Linked DNA regions of Mus musculus: region 1 is linked to region 2. The links are chromatin contacts, called in public Hi-C maps. All regions are on one chromosome and are shown on one strand. Each heading gives the region's core, a stretch centred on a gene start, on an enhancer-like site or on the middle of the called end of the contact. The rest is flanking DNA. Distances are from core to core; before and after follow the strand shown.

Region 1 (2,865 bases), core at 78-2,577, 430 kb after region 2:
TTTGCTTGAAAAATTGTTTTCCAGCCTTTTACTCTGAGGTAGTGTCTGTCTTTGTCTCTGACATGTGTTTCCTGTATGCAGCAAAATGTTGGGTCCTGTTTACGTAGCCAGTCTGTTTGTCTGTCTTTTTATTGGGGAATTGAGTCCATTGATATTAAGAGATATTAAAGAAAAGTAATTATTGCTTCCTGTTATTTTTGTTGTTACAGTTGGGGTTTTGCTCTTGCAGAAGGACCATGCAGAGACTGCCCTATTCAGGGATCCGTTACATAATCAACCACCAAACGCAGACACTATTGCATATGCCAGCAAGTTTTGCCGACAGGACCCTGATGTAGCTGACTCTAGTGAGGCTATGCCAGTGCCTGACAAATATAGAAGTGGATGCTCACAGTCATCTATTGAATGGAACACATGGCTCCCAATGGAGGAGCTAGAGAAAGTACCCAAGGAGCTGAAGGGGTCTATAACCCTATAGGAGGAACAACAATATGAACTAACCAGTATCCCCTGAGCTCATGTCTCTAGCTGCATATGAAGCAGAAGATGGCCTAATCGGCCATCATTGGGAGGAGAGGCCCTTGGTCTTACAAAAATTATATGCCCCAATACAGGGGAATACCTGGGCCAGAAAGCAGGAATGGGTGGGTTGGAGAGCAGGGTTGGGGGGAGGTATAAGGGACTTTTGGGATAGCATTTGAGTTGTAAATGAAGAAAATATCTTTTTAAAAAAAAAAGTACTCAGAAGTACTCAGGAGGTTCAGGAGCCGGACCAAAGTTTGGTCACACAAAGAATCTTTGTGTAGGTGCTGGTGGAGGCCAGAGGCGAACCTTGCAGGTACACAGAGGCCAAAGAGTGTATGATGTGGTGACCTGTGACAGTGTATCAAAGGGAAGGAGCCTGTGTGATAGGTGTGGTTGGAGAGGGATCAATATAGACCCTGTCACAGGAGAGCCAAGGGCATGGAGATGCACCCCTGGGAGCAAAGCTCTGGCCAGAAGCAATCTCCTACACCCCCAGCCCAGCTGACTCCCTCTCCTGCAGACCTGGGAAGGACTTGGGTTTCTTGATGACAATGACACCCTGCATCTTCCCCACCCCCCACTCCCCACGCCAACACCCACCTCCTATTCCCTCACAATGGCACCCAGCGCTCTCATCCCAGTCACACTGACAGCTGTCAGGAGAGAACTTCTGTCTTTACTCTTGTGTGGAGCTCAGACGGTTTCTTTGAGTACAGACAACTGCAAAGTTCCCTGAGATTGCCTGAGCAAACATGAATCCTCTAAATACCCAAACCGTGCAGGGACCAGTCGGTGGTGGATGATGTCACAACCAGTCAGAAAGGACAAAATGGCGGCTGCAAAGGCCTCTTTGATGTTTCGTTGGCTCCACCGTGTGGCAAAATATAGTAATGTTATTTCAAGAAAAAAATTAAGTCAGCAGTACAGAAAAGAAATCTCTACCTAAAAGGCCTTTCCAGCATAAGCAATTAAAATTAGCAAAGTGCACTGGTGTATTTATCAATATTCAGATTTCAAAGCCCTCTGGCTGATACCAACTCCTTCACAATATGTATGTAATATCTGTCTCTGTTATTCATGCATTTACCAATTGTCCATCATAGCCGATCTATGTATGTATGTGTATGTATCTATAATCAATTTATCATCTATCTATGTGTCTGTCTATAATCTTACTATTATATATCTATAATCTATTTGTATCATCATCTATCTACAATCTATTATTCATATTTCTATCATCTATCATTATCTATGTATCTATCATCTATCATCACAATCTACTCATCTACCTAATTATCTGTCTATCTATCTATCTATCTATCATTCATCTACCATCTCTCTATCAATCAATTATAGCCTATCAATAATCTATCATTATCTATCATCTATTATATCTGTCTATAGTCTATCACAATCTACCTATTATCTATCATTTATCTATCATCTCTCACTCACTGTCTCTATCATTTATCTACCATTTATCTATCTGTTATCTCTTACACTCTTTCTATCCTCTATTATCTACCTATAATCTGTCTACCTCTACTTTTAACATGCACACAGGAATCTGCCTCTAAGAACCCTTCGTTTTGTGTTTGTCCCTGCTGGCTGAGGCTTGGGGACTGTGGTAGGCTGAGTAACAGCTTCCTGAAGATGACCACACCCTAATTTCCCAAAGCTGCACTGTGGTACTTTGTAGGGTAAAAAGGAGGCCAGGAAGTGAAGCGATGCGAGGCAGAGGCAGTCCATAAACCACAGTATGCAGTCAGTGTCTAAACACAGAGGGTGGCAAGTGCATGAACTCCTGCATGCAGGGGAGCTCTGGATGTAATCTAGTGAGGTTGACTGGGACCCTTCAGCTCTTGAGCCACTCCATTTGTCACTGCAGCCGTAAGAAAGTCATGCAGCAGGAGGGTGCCACTCCGTATGGAGCCTGGGAGGCCGAACCGTAACTACTTTCCCTATGCTTTGGGGATTGGTTCTCAGGCACATCACTCAGGACATGGCTGTGGAGCAAGTTCTCAGCAAAGGGAGTGGAAAGACGATTTCTTTGTGGGATGCTGGCGTGACCTTTGGGGTCCACTGCTACAAATAGCCGAAGATGGATGAGTCTGTCCAGTGTCTGATGTCTGGCAAGTTTAGGATCATCACTCCGGAGCCTCTGGATCCCTCTATGTCTTATTATTTTCTGTCTTAAAGGTTTCAATTTTCACATGTTAATTATACACCAGACTTTTATTATTGCATGTTCATGTGTTTTGATTGTGTGACCCCATGACTACCCTCTCTGGTCTTCCCTCACTCTGCAGATCCCCTTCTTCCCAGTTAGTCCTCCTT
Region 2 (2,938 bases), core at 303-2,802:
GCTGTGGATGGACATCTTCAAAATCATCACATCAGGATGCTTCTAATTAAAGCTGAGGGGTTTTGTTTTTTGTTTTTTGTTTTTTGTTTTTTTATTTTTCATGTCACCCAATAGATGATATTGGAAGTGAGGAAGTTTGAATGGTTTTTCTACCAGAAAGCACAGATGTACCATTGTCTGGCCTGGGATTGTGCTATCACGTCTTCCTATATGAGGTGGCCCAAGTATGATCTCACTGCTGTTCAGGGAGTCGGCCCCTCTTCAGAAATCAGTGCACCCTTTTCCATATCTGGGAGAGACATGGGACCTACTTTATTCTGTAGCTCAGGCCGCTGCTTACAAAGCAAGTGACTTCTGCTCCAGGCCTATCTCTCCGACACCTTCCTTGGAGAACAGCCATCCTTCTAGAGAAGTCTGTCTGTAGCCGGTAACCCCAGCAACTCACTCCACCAGCACTTCCCTGGGGTTAGTGGGGGCTCACAAAGGAAGCTCCGCTTATTCCTCGGGGAGGAGAGAACAGAGAAACCAGGTTAGGGCTGATTAGATTCGAGATGACTTGGGGGATACGCTAAGGTCTTAATTCTTCTGTCTTGTCCTTAAAATTAAGAAAACAAACACTCCTTCCCCCATGCGCACAGATACGTGCATGTGTGTGAATGTTTCTGTGTGTCTGTGTGTTTGTCTATGTGTGTTCTGTGACTCCCTTTACCCAGAGCAAAGCGTTTCGGGTGTCTCCTGATACTGCTTAACATGGCAAAAGACCCCAAATCACTGGAATTAATGGGAAGACTGGAGCAGCCCTGGATAAGACACCAGTGAGGTAATGTCTGCTTTTTATTAAATATCCCAAACAGATTACTCACTCCTGCTAGATAAGGAGTAAAGACCCTGCCATGTTTTAAACACAAACCCTGCTACAAACAAGGTCCCTATACTGGGGACCCACCATGGTATCTGAACTGGTGGCTTGATTGAGCAAATGCTGGCCAGAGAGGAAGACCCGTTAGTTCTGTGATCTTTGCAAACTCCTTTTCACACATGTTGTGAGTCTGGGATTCTTGAATGACATAAGGTCCCCAAGAAGACCCATGGAAAAGTTCCTTTTTTGTGTCCCCGCCAAGTCTATAGGGCTCTGCTTGGCAACTCCTGTCCTCTGGGCTTTCCCTTTTTGTGCCTGGAGCAATTTCTCCCATTAAAGGCATCTTACAAGTTGCAAAGAGTTCCTTTGATGTTGGATCCTCACAAAAGCCTGGTAAAATAAACTGAGAACACTGAGCAAGCTTACAGTGGCTCAGGCTCAGGCTCAGGCTCAGGCCAGGACTTAGGCAACATGCAGATCCGGAAGCTCAGGGGTGTTTTACAACCACTGAGGGGACTGGAGGAAGGTTTGGAGGAGCTGGAGAAACAACCGAAGAACCAGCAGACTCTTCCGTAGAGAGATGTAGAGCATCGGGACCGTCAAGAGCTTCGCTGCCCCCATACCCTCCCTGGCTCTGTGGTAGGGCTCCGGAAGCTACATTTCACAACTTCCTGGCAGATCTCCTGGAAGTGGTGTCAGGCTCTCTCTCATAGTCATCAGTCTCTGGAACAGACCCCAGTGCCTCTGCTTGCCCTGGGTAGACTCCTCCTTCTGCTTGCTGGCTTTCATGTCTGTTGCAAGCCTTTCACCCCAAGCTCCTCACCCCTTGTCAGAGTCTTTAGGAAAGGGCTCATGCAAGGGCACAAACGTCAAGGTGATTTTCCCCTCCTTGCTCAGTTCGGCTAGACGCTCAGGCTGTGTTCTGGGTTAGCCTTGCAGAGGGCTAATAGCCTGCTGTACAGATGGGACATGGTTCTTTCTCAGAAATGCCCATGTTCCTCATTTCTGAGAGCATTATCTGCCTTCCGGGAGCTCAGCACATCTCACTGTACTTTTTCTGCTTTTGGTTTTTCCTTGTAAAGAGGCCTCTAGGCTTTACTAGAGGAAGAAACAGGGAGGCAGGGACCATTGCAAGGAGCTGCCTTCGCAGTCCCAGCAGCGATTACCCGTCAGACCAAAGTGCTTTCTCCGTTCATCTCTCAGTCGTCGGCACGACGCACCCAAGAGATGGAGAAGTCGAGATGTAATCATGAATACCTGGCAAGGCTATGATTTATAGTTTACAAATTTTTAATTTTTCAAATACATCTCACGTTCTTTCTTTCAGTTCTCACAGTAAAACTGTGTCGGGTACAAAGGAGATGTAAACACTCATTTTCTCCCCTTTCTCCCAGGGAGGCTGGGGTGGGGAAACTCCACCATCTCTACAGAGGAGCAAAGCAGGGTCATGAGTATTCAAAACCCAAGTAAATACATTGCAGCCGACCCGAGACTCAAATACAGCTTCCTGGCTATCTTCAGAATCCCAGAGTCCTGGGATGAGTATGGGGTCTCTTCCTCTTCAGTCCTTTCCCCAGTTTGTCCTGTTATGCCGCAGCGTCTCAAACGTCTCAAGTATGTCCAGTCTCATTGTTCATGGACTTGGTTCTAAGCATTTTGAATCCCTTAACTACTGTGTTCCTCATAACACACCAAGGTAGGTATCAGCATTATTGCTACTCTTCGTGAGGAGACTGAGGTGCTTGGTGCTTGGGAGCTTGGTCCAAGGGACTGTCACCTGTATGCAGCAGAGGAATCGAGCTCTGCAGGCGTGGCGGCTGGACCTAGGCCCCTTGTCACTGTACTTCCCTCCACTTATGCTTCCGTGCAAGCACCTGCTCTTCAGGCTTCAGCAAGTCCCTCGGAGGCAAGGATGCTTTTGTTTTGATCCTTCTTTGACCCTAAGCATGGCATCTGGTACAGGGTACATGATCGGTAACTATCTGCTGAAAAAAAAAAATGCAGGGGTAGCTAAGTTAGGAAGGAAGTTAGAAGAGAAAAATTCCAGCGCTGAGCTAGGGTTGGTGCTCAGTGATAGAG

What was found. A called contact is a pair of places that touch in the nucleus more often than the background predicts.
Region 1: a contact with region 2 is called in a Hi-C map of Th2 cells, with 5 times the contacts expected there. The contact joins two enhancer-like sites. A contact is called at or near these places in 1 of 39 promoter capture datasets (the C10 cell line), 3 of 484 Hi-C or Micro-C datasets (the N1E-115 cell line, Th2 cells and nephron progenitors) and 1 of 9 other capture datasets (embryonic stem cells).

The regions. Positions count from the first base shown.
Region 1 is chr1:182,538,189-182,541,053 of GRCm38.p6, forward strand. No RefSeq gene overlaps it. Among named protein-coding and RNA genes, the nearest start is that of Gm46248, 21 kb to the right of the region's middle. Within about 2 kb of position 1,328, at least 186 of the 459 cell types and tissues checked have an H3K27ac peak or open chromatin away from gene starts, as enhancers often do. A contact at or near this core is called in Th2 cells, where this site is marked.
Region 2 is chr1:182,107,074-182,110,011 of GRCm38.p6, forward strand. All of the region lies in intron 3 of Gm39719 (a long non-coding RNA gene), which reads left to right. Gm33725 (a long non-coding RNA gene) reads right to left here. Exons shown (of 3, transcript XR_373761.4): 3 at 2,132-2,841. Among named protein-coding and RNA genes, the nearest start is that of Gm39719, 12 kb to the left of the region's middle. Within about 2 kb of position 1,553, at least 102 of the 459 cell types and tissues checked have an H3K27ac peak or open chromatin away from gene starts, as enhancers often do. A contact at or near this core is called in Th2 cells, where this site is marked.